Regions from separate parts of the Mus musculus genome. Here regions 2 and 3 are each linked to region 1. The links are chromatin contacts, called in public Hi-C and HiChIP or PLAC-seq maps. All regions are on one chromosome and are shown on one strand. The core of a region is the stretch at or near the end of the contact, and the rest is flanking DNA. Distances in the headings are between cores, read along the strand shown. Region 1 holds the start of Ptges3l (prostaglandin E synthase 3 like). Region 2 overlaps Ttc25 (tetratricopeptide repeat domain 25). Region 3 holds the start of Kcnh4 (potassium voltage-gated channel, subfamily H (eag-related), member 4).

The links. A called contact is a pair of places that touch in the nucleus more often than the background predicts. HiChIP or PLAC-seq counts read pairs in DNA pulled down with a chosen protein or histone mark.
Region 2: a contact with region 1 is called in a Hi-C map of B cells, with 5 read pairs. The contact joins the enhancer-like site here to the promoter of Ptges3l in region 1. A contact is called at or near these places in 1 of 39 promoter capture datasets (hippocampal neurons), 1 of 484 Hi-C or Micro-C datasets (B cells), 1 of 115 datasets of contacts at active chromatin or transcription factors (pancreatic cancer cells) and 1 of 9 other capture datasets (liver).
Region 3: a contact with region 1 is called in an HNF4G HiChIP or PLAC-seq map of pancreatic cancer cells. The contact joins the promoter of Kcnh4 here to the promoter of Ptges3l in region 1. A contact is called at or near these places in 1 of 39 promoter capture datasets (hippocampal neurons), 1 of 115 datasets of contacts at active chromatin or transcription factors (pancreatic cancer cells) and 2 of 9 other capture datasets (adipose tissue and liver).

The regions. Positions count from the first base shown.
Region 1 is chr11:101,423,434-101,427,488 of GRCm38.p6, reverse strand. It overlaps Ptges3l (prostaglandin E synthase 3 like), which reads left to right and starts at 2,161. Exons shown (of 7, transcript NM_001357574.1): 1 at 2,161-2,873; 2 at 3,221-3,334; 3 at 3,446-3,512; 4 at 3,611-3,709. The coding sequence starts at 2,866. It overlaps Rundc1 (RUN domain containing 1), which reads right to left and starts at 2,404. Exons shown (of 5, transcript NM_172566.4): 1 at 1,879-2,404. The coding sequence starts at 2,385.
Region 2 is chr11:100,553,585-100,557,639 of GRCm38.p6, reverse strand. Ttc25 (tetratricopeptide repeat domain 25) reads right to left here. Exons shown (of 12, transcript NM_028918.3): 6 at 3,926-4,055; 7 at 3,569-3,776. Among named protein-coding and RNA genes, the nearest start is that of Ttc25, 10 kb to the right of the region's middle. Within about 2 kb of position 1,654, at least 30 of the 459 cell types and tissues checked have an H3K27ac peak or open chromatin away from gene starts, as enhancers often do. A contact at or near this core is called in B cells and pancreatic cancer cells, where this site is marked.
Region 3 is chr11:100,757,773-100,761,827 of GRCm38.p6, reverse strand. It overlaps Kcnh4 (potassium voltage-gated channel, subfamily H (eag-related), member 4), which reads left to right and starts at 2,050. Exons shown (of 17, transcript NM_001081194.2): 1 at 2,050-2,298; 2 at 4,028-4,055. The coding sequence starts at 2,223. It overlaps Hcrt (hypocretin), which reads left to right. Exons shown (of 2, transcript NM_010410.2): 2 at 1-135. The coding sequence ends at 34.

The DNA.
Region 1 (4,055 bases), core at 912-3,411:
ACAACAAACTCCAAATAATGAACTGGAGGAAATTGTCTAACTACCCAAAAGAGAAAGAAACAAAAACATAGTCTATCTTTGTCATTCCTTTGTGAAGCCAATGAAGAAAGAAACCAGCTATAAATCCTGATTTGTTTCCATGACTACACCTGCCAAGTCTGTCACTCGCTGTCATCGTTACAGCATATTTGCTGGAATTAATCAAACAAGTTTATCAGCAAGACCAAATAAGTTCTGGGGCAAGGCAGGAAATAATATGTTTAATGTCCAGTACACATTGAGATAAAGTTGAAGGTAATTGGGAGAGACTGGTGAGATAGCTAACTTGGTAGTGTGCCTGCCTCGAGTGTACTAGGTTCTGGGTTCAAACCCAAGCACTGACTAACTCCGGTTGGTCCACCTGCCTATAATCTCAGTATCCAGAAGATGGAGGTGGGATGAGGAGAAATTCAAGGTTAGGAACACCAAGCCTGATGGCTTGTGCTTGATGTCTCGAACTCACATTCTAAGGAGAGAACTAACTCCTAAAAGCTGTCCTCTGACCTCCACAAGTAGGCTGTGACACCAGCACTGTGCTCCTACACACACACACACACACACACACACACACACTAAAACCCAAAAAAACTTCAAGATGATTCTATAGCAAGTTCTGGGTCAGAGAGCCTGTCTTTTAAAAAAAATCAATAATAATAATTTTCAAGAGCTGAGGACATAGCTTAATTGGTGACAGAGTGCTTGTCTACAACATGCAACTTCCTGGGTGCCACCCCCAAGACTGTTCCCTTTGCCCCCCCCAAAGCAGAAAAAATATATCATTTTGCCCAAAGAATGTACTTAACAATACAGCTGCTTAATTGGCAGAGCGAGGACAATTTTTTTATGTCATTACCTTGACAATTTTTTCTGAAAGTGACAATAAAAAATAGAGACAGTACCATCTCTGCCCAGGACCTTCCATGGCATTCAATACTGGACAGGGCCTGGCCACTTTTTAAGTCTGTTGACTTGTGGTTGACTGCTCCTTGTGCAAGGGTATATGGGTATGAGAAGGAAGGAACTGGAAACACTTCAGATCAGCATAAGTCACTATCTCCTACCAATAAGTTTTCTTGGCTAAACCATTTTGAGTGGGAAGAAAGCCACATGTGGACTGCAATCTGCACAACAGGAAGCGGAAAAGGCGGCCTGTCTCAAAACTTCCAGCTTCCAGACGTTCAAAGTTTGTAAGGAATCTTCCCGCGTTGTGGTTTACAGAATTTCCTTGCTTCTTCGGTGTACTGAAGAACGCACTGGTCAGTCAGAAGGCCCCGTTCAGAGAACCCCGTTATTAACCAGGATGGCAGAGCAGTCTGAAAACACTGTCAGGACATCCTTATAGTCAGGTGTGTTTCTTTCCACTGCCAAGGGATGGTGTCTGTTCACCAAAGCCGTCACTGAGATAAGACAGCATAAAGATCACAGCCTATCTATATGCCAAAAAAAGCACGGGGCATTAATTTCAATTTCCATGGATTCCAATTCACTTCCCTTTCACTTAACACTTCTCCCGTTCCCAATGTTCATTCTATCAATAAGTGCTCAGGGTATATACTTCAGGGTAGAGAGAGTGACACAAATACACACTCAAGTACCTCAAAGTCGACAGAGGCAGCACGGCTTCCATTACCAACTGCCTTTTCAATACTCTTTAAGGCTCGCCATATGTCTTTCTGCATCTTCCTGACTCTTCTCTCTATCTTGCATACACGTGCCTATAGTACTTCCAGCTCGGTCGCTCCTCACCCTTTCTACCTCGGTCCGTGTCAGCATCACCACCCACAAACTCCCCGCCTGCATCATCTTCATCCGCATCCGGAACTAGCGGCAGACACTCACCTGGTCCTCACCCCGCACCCGTGGCCGGTCCCCCGGCAGCACATCGCTTTCGTCACCGCCACAAGGGTCTGCCAGCCCCTCGTAACCCAGGACGTGAGGACAGCCGCGGAAGGCAAAGTCTTCGAGCTCGCGCAGGAGACGCTGCTGCTCCGCCGGCGCCCCGCGCACTACCTGGCGCAGACGGAACTGCACCTGCGCGAAGTGCGAGGACAGCGCGAGCAGGGCCGAATCCAGCTGCCGCCGCTCGGCTTCCAGCCGCCTCAGCGTGCGGACAGTCGCGTCGGATGGAGAGCCCGGAGCCGCTCCAGGCTCTTCGGCTGCCGCCGCCTCCGAGAACGTCGCCGCCCCAGGACCGGCCTCGGCCACTGCCCCCACGGGAGCCCAGCGCACAGTCTCGCATGGTGGCAGCGACTCCTCCTCCTCTTCTTCTTCTTCCTCGTCCTTCGCCTTAGGCCCGACAGCGGTCACCACAGTTCCTAGCTCCGTAGCCACTTCCACCGTCGCCATCTTCCCGGAAACGCCGCCCGCACGTCAGTGGCGCCCCCTTGCTGCCATGGCAACGGGCTCTGGCAGGGAAGCCTGGACGAGTGGTGGGCGGGTCTTGCACTCCTCCAATCTCGGGAGGGCCCGCCCCCTCGGGACTTTAATGCATTTTGTGAATTAGACACTTTGAGTTGGAGGAACAAGTGAATGAAACCGAGAACAAGTAACTTCCTGCATATAGGGGCTAGAGTAGCCCTTTCCCTGGATAGAGAGTAGATATTGTATTTCTGATATGTTTATTTCTGGAGACCCCGAGATGTAGAAAACGCTCCCGGTGTCCTTCTGGAGTCCAAATCACTCTTGCTGTCAAGCCAACTTTCTTTCCCTCCCTCGCAACCCTTCCTCCTACCATATAAGGAGAGGCAGCTGCTAGGAGCCTCCTAGAATCTAAAGATAGAGGCCTTTTCTTGGGACTCCAAAAGCCACGGGGCAGCTGGAGTCACCATGGAACGGTGAGTTTCAGGCCGCCATCATACAGGTCCTACATATTCCCCTGTCCGTTTTCCTGCAGATTTCCTCTCCCACATTTGTAGAAGCCGCTGAGTCTGCCCACCAGCACCCCAGACTCCACGTCTCTGTGACTGTGGGTGAGAGGGGGTGGTGAGATCTGAACGTATTTTCTAACTCCTTACTTCCCTTGGCTCTCTGGGTTTATTCTCGCCACCTCTGCCCACTCCCACTACTCCCCTCTGTCTGGTTCAGTGGCACCACGTACGACTCTACTGTCTCCTCCCTCCACCTTTCCATATTGCCTTCAGTCTTGCCCACCCCTACCAAGCCCCACCTCCAACCTCTTCAGGCAGCCTGCCCGGACTCTGTGGTACGACAGACCCAAATATGTTTTCATGGAGTTTTGCGTTGAGGACAGCACCGACGTCAGTGTGCTCATTGAGGACCACCGCGTCGTGTTCAGGTAGTAGTCTTCCCCTGTGGACTGGCCTGGGGTCTCAAGAACCGTTCCTATCCTCCTGGTGTCTCAAGAACTTATCCTGTCACTTCCTATGTCTCTTTACTGTAACTTTAGCTGCAGGAATGGTGATGGAGTGGAGCTGTATAACGAGATTGAATTCTATGCCAAGGTGAACTCCAAGGTGAGGGCAGGGTAAGGATAGTCATATCTGAACAAGAAAGGCTGGCCAAGCAAGGAGACTGGAAGTTTATCCTAAAAATAAGGCTATCTGTCTGACAGGACTCCCAGGATAAGCGTTCTGGTCGCTCCATTACTTGCTTTGTGAGGAAATGGAAGGAGAAGGTGGCCTGGCCTAGGCTCACAAAGGAGGATATAAAGGTGAGTGTGTGTGCAGGAGTGGTCTACTCCTGTGCTCTCCCTTCATCTGAGCATTCTCTCTGTGCACCCAAGCATCAGAGTTATATCTGGAGCTGTGTTTGGCTTCTTTCCAGTCACTATTTTAGGGAGTCCTCTGGGTCGTGTGTATTTGATATTCTATTTATTCTGAAATCTATATATTTCCTCCTAGTCTAGACAGCAACCACCAGGGTTTGTTGGGGGAAGTAGGTTTTTGTCTGTTCGCTTTTGTTTTTGAGTCAAGCTCTTTTGTTGTTGCTCAGGCTGGCCTTGAACTTGCCATCCCTCTGCCTCAGCCTCCTGAACATTGATATTGCAAGCATGTGTA
Region 2 (4,055 bases), core at 405-2,904, 870 kb after region 1:
TTCCTCCATTCCTACTGCCACTCCGGGTCAAAGGCTTTCCTAGAGTGAGACCCTGAGTCCAGGGTCTGATGAATGAGTGGGAGTGGCTTGACAGAGCAAGCTCTGAGGAAAGGGACACCTTGCTGAAGGAGCCAAAAGCATCGAGAAGCTGGGACCCTTTCGATGGCTTCAGGCTGGAATGACCTGCACAGAGCTCTTTACTGTCTGAGGTCCGAAGGAAGCCCAAAGAAAGCCGTGTTGGCTGAGAGCAGCCTGCAACCACTGGGTTTTCACCGGGTTTTCCTTTTGTGGGAGAGCCAGCTGAGGAATCCTGGGGCAGGTGGTCAGGACATGAGCAGGATAGAGGGAGGGAAGTACCCAAAAGCCTCCTGGGTTTCCTCCAAGGAGTGGCTGTCGAAGGCTCAGGGGCTCCTGGAGCAATATATGTGGGACCGATGTAAGGGACAGACTGGGACTGGTTTCATGTGGGATTGCTTACAGGACGTTCAAAGAAAAAGGCCTTGGAGTTTGTTAAACAATAGGGCTAGGGGGGCTGGAGAGATGGCTCAGTGGTTAAGAGCACTGACTGTTCTTCCAAAAGTCCTGAGTTCAAATCCCAGCAACCACATTGTGGCTCACAACCATCCTTGATGAGATCTGAAGTGGTGTCTTCTTCTTCTGGGGTGTCTGAAGACAGCTACAGTGTACTTACATAAAATCAATCAGTAAATCAATCAATCTTTGGGCTGCCAGAGCGACCGGGGCTGGAGCAAGTGGGGCCAGAGCGAGAAGAAAAAGTGTCTGAAGACAGCTAAAGTGTACGTACTTACATATAATAAATAAATACATCTTTTTAAAAAAATAGGGCTAGGGCTTGTGAGAGAAGTAAAAAAAAAATCTATGGGAGATGGTTGCATCCAACGGGCTATCAATACTTTTTTTTTTTCTTTTTGAGACAGGAGTCTATGTAGTCCTGACTGGCCTAGAACTCACAGGGATCCACCTACCTTTGCCTCCCAAGTGCTGTGATTAAGACAGTCAGAGTGCGCACATTTTATCTAACCTTCATGACCCCTGTCAGGTGGTATCATTAGGCCTTCAGTACAGGTGAGGAAACCGAGGGGGATGAGCGACTTAAATCCACACAGCTCTGAGTGACAGAGCTAGGAATCAAGGTCATGTCTGCATCCTACTCCAGGTCTGTCCTACCACTACCACCACCACCCCTGCTCCATTCTAATGGCTGATAACTCAGTCTCCCTCTTTTTTTTTTTTTTTTTTTAAATAATTTTTCAAGACAGGGTTTCTCTGTGTTCCCCTGGCTGTCCTGGAACTCACTCTGTAGACCAGGCTGGCCTCGGACTCAGAAATCCGCCTCTCTCTGCCTCCCAAGTGCTGGGATTAAAGGCGTGCGCCACCATGCCCGGCTCAGTCTCCCTCTTTAGCCCTTAGGAGACATTGCCCAGGAGCAGGTGGCACTGAGGGCATGGTGGCTAAGTGAGGAGAGAGCTAGAGCCAATGTGCACAAGGCTGCAAGTTGCACTGCAGGCAAACAGGGCTTACGGCCGGGAAAGTCATTGCCTGTTATCTTGGGAAGCCTTGAGTCTTGGGAAGAGCCCATTTCTGGGAGTGTTGGTAGCGGTATTATGCTGGATACTAGATTATTTCCCTGTTAATCAGCTGGGAAGGACCGCCGGCAAAGGGCAGTGTGGCTTTGAAGATCTGTGGGAGCAGTGAGAGAGCGATACAGAGGCAGAGACGGACGGACGGACGGACGACAGACGGAAAGGAGAGCAGCAGTTGCGGCTAAGGGCTGAGGCACTGAGTGAAAGTGGGTGGGTGGTAGAGCTTGAATAGGAAGTATCTCCCCAGAGGGCTTATGTGGTAAAGCATGGTCCCCACTTGGTGGCAGTATAGAGAAGCCATTAAGAGCAACAGCATGCCACCAATCCACTGCAAACTGAACAACATACAAGTTGGCAGGAGCCTGAGAAGAGTTCAGAACTGTGGGTGAGTGGACACTGTAGCCAAGAAGGACTCCAGAGGACTTAGAGTCAGGATGCTCGGAGCTAGGGAGATGGTTCAGTGGGTGAAGGCGCTTGCTGCCAAACCTCATGGCCTAAGTTTGATCCCGGGACCTGTGTGGTAGAAATGATCCCAACTGTTCCTCCCATCACAGCAATGCTCTGGTATCCATGTGTGCACACACATACAACGAATAAACACACAGACAATATATATAATAATTAAAAAAAAAATCAGGATTCCCTAAAAGTGATGTATTTCTCTGTCAGGGAGTTTCCAGTTGAGAACAGCTCACTTCAGGGAGACTACTTATCACTGTTAGATGAATACCAGGCACAGTCTTGGGTTTCTGTTTTTCTCTTGTGTGTCTGTATGTGTGTGTGGTGTCGCTGTGCGTGTATATGGTATGCCTGTTTCTGTGGTGTGTGTCTGGGCCTTTGTATGGTATGTGGTGTGTGTGTGTATGTGTGGTATCTGTGCGTGTGTATGGTATATCTGAGTGTGTGTGTATGGTATGTCTCTGTGTGTGGTATGTGTGTGTGTGTATGTGTGTGTGTGCATGTCATGTCTGTGTGTGTGTGTGTGTGATGTATGTGTGTCTGTGAATATGTATGATATAGTATGTCTGTGTGTGTGTGTGTGTGTGTGTGTGTGCATAGCATGTCTCTGTGTGTGTGTGATGTATGTGTGTCTATGAATGTGTATGATATGGTATGTCTCCGTGTGTGTCCGCCTGTAAACTGGAACTGACTGTGCCCAGGGCCTTGAACATGCTAGGCAACTGCCCTACCCACTGAGCGACATTCCCAGCCCTAAGGTCTCAAGTTCTTAGCCTGTACCTTTCTATCTACCCTCCCCTCCACACCAGGGTAGGGACAGTCCAGCACACTCTACTGCGTGGAAACACTGAGACTGGGTGGGGAAGCAACTTGCCTGAGATCCCACAGCCCAGTTGGATCTACCGGACCCCAGACCTTATCCCCTGGGTCACCCCATGGTTCATTTAGCTTTGCCTGACTTTGTGCAGCTTCCTCTTGGCCTCTGTCTCACTCCAGCCTGAAGCTTCCTCCAGCCTCAGGCCTTCCCACAAGGCCGGTGTGCTGTACCCACACCTCCCACCCAGATGTCCTCACCTGTACTTTTTCCTTTTTTAACAGGAGCACAATTGCAACTTAATGTCTATGACTGTGTCACTTTTTTTTTTTTTTGCCAGATATCCAAACCTATATCTGGACATTGCTATGCTCCTAGTGCCAGAAATAACTGATAGGCCTAGAGCCTGATACAAAAATTAACAAACAAACAAGCAAACAAACAAACACCAAGAGCCAGGCCGCTGGGATTTTTAGCCATTATGTTCTTGTGTGTGATTTAAAAAGAAAAAGAAAAAAAAAGTTACCAGCCTAGGTTTGCTTTCTACCCTCAGTCCTGAGTATTCAACCCCTACTTCCACTGGACTCTCCCTCAGGCCTGCCCTGCGGGACAGAAAGTAGGAACAACCTAGGAGCAGCCCTGGCAAAGGCTCTCAGAGGCCTAGGGACCTTGGCCACTGCAGGGCACTCACTGTTCCTTGGCGATCTCCAGGTCCTTTCGGTGGCTCTGCAAGGCAGCCACCATCTGCCCCAGCTCAATCTGGGCGTTGCCTATGCAGCTGTACAAGTTCCCGACCAGCTCGTCCTTGTTGGGTACCTCCTCTTGGTTCCATTCCAGAACCTTCTTAAGGACTTTCTCAGCTTTTTGGAGGCTCCCATCAGCACTGCCACTGGTCAACACTGGGGAGAGAAGGAGTTGACACGGAGGTCAACTCCATATTGACGGACCAACTCCTCCCAGATAATTTCCATCCACAAGTCAGCAGAGGCCTAGGCTCTGACTATCATGTTGCCTCTCTCCATCCCCCATGCCCGAGAATACTACCCACACATGTCAATGTCCTCTAGGCTCTTGAGGATGTAGTGGGCTGTCTGCGAGGGGCTGCGTTTCCGGTCCCTCAGCCACTTCTCTTGCATCAGCTTCCGGTCTCGCTCCCTGGCATAGATGGGCTTCTGCTG
Region 3 (4,055 bases), core at 801-3,300, 670 kb after region 1:
CGCTTTAGCACCCCGGGGAGGGTCCGGAGTCTGAACCCATCTTCTATCCTTGTCCTGATCCAAACTTCCCCCTCTGCTCGCCGCTGTCAGTCTCTTGGTAAATGGCAATAAAGACGATTCTCTGTTGGTGTGACTAATCTATGTTTCTGTGTGTCAAGTTCAGGCCTCCAGGGGGCGGGAAAGCATCTTGAGAATTGTGACGAGTCTAGGGCCTGGAAGCAGCTTGTGTTTCTCATTGCAAATACTTATTTGGTCGGGAAGAATCCAGCAAGGAACCTTGCAGTCCTGGGGTGTGTGCTACACATTTGGGAGGGTGGAAATGAGGTACCGATGTGCCCTCATGTTGTTCTACTACCTACTTTATTTATTTAGAAACAGGGTATCCTCGGTTGCCCTGGAAAGATCAGCATGACCTTATACTTAAATGACCCGATCTTACTACCCTCTATTTCCCCGGTGGTGTTGATACTGCAAGTGTGCTCCACCACGCCTCCTTTATGCAAATGCTGGAGGACTGATCCCGGAGCTTCATATATATTAATTAAGCAATCACTCTATCGACTGCTACATCCTCAGCCCCCACTGTTTTATAATAGGGACCTACACAGAGAGGTCCAATACAAGGGCACAGAGTCCACCTGGCAAGGGCTGGATGTAAGGCTGCAGAAGAAGCAAGGCATCTGAGCTTTCATGAGGAGCCTCCCAGAGCATCCATAGTGTGGTCCACTGTACCGTGGTGTGTGAGCAATGCCACACTGGGAAGGAGGTGGGTAAGTTTGTGCAGCCATTGCATAGGAGCAGCAGATGTTACACCTTGTTGTATAGAATGAGAAGTCTGGGGATGGTTTTAAGCAGAGAATGGGCAAAGATTTGTCTCCTGCTCCAGCCAAAGGTGCCTATTGCAGGTTGAAGTGTGCTTCCCCCAAATTCACACGCTGCAATATTAACCCACTCCACCCCACCCCCAGCATTTAGAAAGTGACCTTGCCAATGTTGTCAGCTAAAATGAGACAGGAGCAGAGTATGGTAGACCTGTAATCCAGTATAAGTAGTGTTCTTAAAAAACAACAACAACAACGGGGTGGGGGTGGGGGGATTAGGGTACACAGGGGATTAGGAGAAACAGGAAGAACTCACGTGAACATGGAAATAAAGACCAGGGCAATGTACCCACTAGCTAAGAAATGCCACAGGTCACCAGCCAAGGGAGAAGCTAGGGGAGAGTATGGAAGAAAGAGACTCTTCTTCACAGCCTTCAGAGGAATCCAGCCCTGAGTTGACCTTGAACTCAGATTTCCAGATCCCAAAATCGTTTAAGCCAACATTCGGTGTCCCGTTGCTGTAGCAGTCCTACAACAGTAATGTAAAATCCTAAAGTAGAGACAGCAGGGCCAGCAAGATGGTTCAGTGGACAAAGATCTTGCTGTCAAGACTGAAGAACTGAGTTCCATCCTAGGGACCCACAAAGTGAGAGAACCGACTTCAGAAAGTTGGCCTCTGACCTCCATATCTGCACTACTGGAACAGAAATGTACACACACACACAAATGCAAAAATATATAAATGAAACAACCTTTTAAAAGAAAGAAAGAAAGAAAGAAAGAAAGAAAGAAAGAAAGGAAGGAAGGAAGGAAGGAAGGAAGGAAGGAAGGAAGGAAGAAAGAAAAATATCCCAATTCCAGCAGGAGGCACTGTCAACCAGACACCAGTCGCAGCGTGGGCCGCGCGGGGAAACCCGTGGGGTGGAGCTACTGGAGCAGCCAGGGAACCACGCGTAGGGGCGTGATCACCCTGAAAGAAGGGCGTGGCTACCGTTCCAGTCCCACTTCATCACCTCAAGCCTGGATGGTGGGCGTGTCTCCGAGTCTCTCCCCAAGAGACACGCGTGGGCCGCTCCCCTCTGGGAGGAGGGCCACAGAGGAGGGCTTCGGGTGTCTCTGGCGGCCCCTCCCGGTGCGGAGCCACGTGGTGGGCGCGGGCCGAGCCCTCCGGGGAAAACCTGACCCGTGGGGAGGTGGGGCGGGGTGGGGGTGGCGGCTCTCGAAGTGCTGCGGAGCAGAGCTTAGAACTAACAGGTTCAGAGCACACAGGCAGCGGCGGCGAGAGGAGGGGAGGAGGCAGGCCGGCGCATGGGGCGCCCCGGCCCCGCCGGTAGCGCGCCCCCTCCGGCCAGGCCGCGCTGAACGCAGCCCGCGCAACGCCTCGAATCCGTACCCGGGGCCATGCCGGTCATGAAGGGGTTGCTGGCCCCGCAAAACACCTTTCTGGACACCATCGCCACCCGCTTTGACGGCACGCGTGAGTTGGGCCGGCTGGGTCAAGTCTCCTTGGGACAGGGTGGGTATCTGGATGTGGTGAGATCAGAGGAGAGAGAATGGAGTGCTGGATCTCCTAAAACCGTGGCAAAGAAACGGGGTGCAGAACCCTTGAGAGTGGAGATCAAGACATGAAGCGCCGAGGGTGGAGGGGAAGGTTAGGGGGTGTGACTCAAGGCAAAAGCGGCTCTTTGTGCCACAAGACGGAGGAGGGGCCTTGGGAGCCACCCACACCAGGGCAGAGCTGAGCTGGGAGTGTGTATAGAGGTATCTGTGGTGTGGAGATGGGACAAAGTGCTCTGGTGACTGCAGCTGCCTCTGCCCCAGAAAAGAGAGAGAACAGACTTCGGCAAGACCTAACCGCATTAAGGTCACGCGCCCCCAAATCATGAGATATCTTTGTGTGAGGTGGGCGAGGCAAAGCGGGGGCAAGTACTTGAGAACGAGAAAACTCCCTGCTAGCCCACCTGAGCTGGGTTCCGAAGTTCAGCACCCTGGACAGCCGCACAGCTCCTTCCCCGCCTCTTCTCCCGCCATTCCCAACTCTGGAACCCCTAGGTCTTCCTTTGTCCCTTTTCGAAACCCTGGCCGGCATTAGGAGGGTGGGGGAGCGGTAGCCGAGGGCGGAAACCGAGCCTCCAGGGCCCTACCCCCCCCCCCAACCTCTCTTGTTTCCATAGCGCCAATCACCGAGGCAACGGGCCCTGGGATGGAAGAAGTAGGCTGTGCCCAGGACCCAGTGCTTCCTAGGAACCCTCAGTGTCCCGATCAGACACCCCATCCCCTGACAGTACCCTCTCCTAGGGTCCTTGGACTGTTTGTGCCTCCTACCTCATCAACTAAACCTATCTCTGCGTGTCCCTCCACCCCCAAACCTCTAATCCACTGAAACTAGAGGGAGCCAACTCAGGTTCTGGTGCTGGGGTGGCTGCAGCTCACACCTCAATGTCTTCTCCAGTTTGACTTTGCGCATAAGGAACAGATCCTTTGAAACTCCTTAAAAAAAAAATATATATATATATATATATATATATATCAAAAAGTCGGCATTTCCTGGAAGGCAAGAAAGAGGGATGTGTCTTCCACAGTCTTTCCCTTACTTTAAGCACATTTATGAGTTTGGAAATTTTTCTGCCTTTTGGTTTAACAATAAGAGAGTGTGACATCATCAGAATCTTTGTCCTTGCTCATTAAAAGAGGATGCTGGGGTAGTATCCAAGGATGTGCTTCCAAAATTGAGTGAATTGGGAGTGGGGGAGAATCTTCTAAGTGCCAGCAGGCCCTCCTTCCCAAGTTACCTGATACACCCCATATCCAGGAGGGAAAGGCACATTGTGTCCCACTTTGCAGATAAGAAAGCTGAGGCCTTAAGCCACATTATGTATGGCCACATTATGAGGTGGTAGAAGTGAGTGCTGGAGTCCCTGCCCTTTCCATTCTTAGTTGCTTTCTGCAGTCACACTTCTCCAGCTTGAAGGTAGGAGCATGAACCACACGGCCTCATTGGGGTTCCTTCTCTAGCCCTTCATGGACTCCGGGCCACCCTTGTTGTGTGCCTTCTGCTCATTTCAGAACATCTCAGAGGGAGATTAGGTACCACCCGGAAGCTTCTAGCTCTCTGGTCTCTGTCCATGACTTGAGGGAACTGTTGTTCATGTCGAGGTTAGCTCCCTTCTTGGCTTGGCCCTGACCTTGACTTCTCCCTCCTGTAGACAGCAACTTCCTTCTGGCCAATGCACA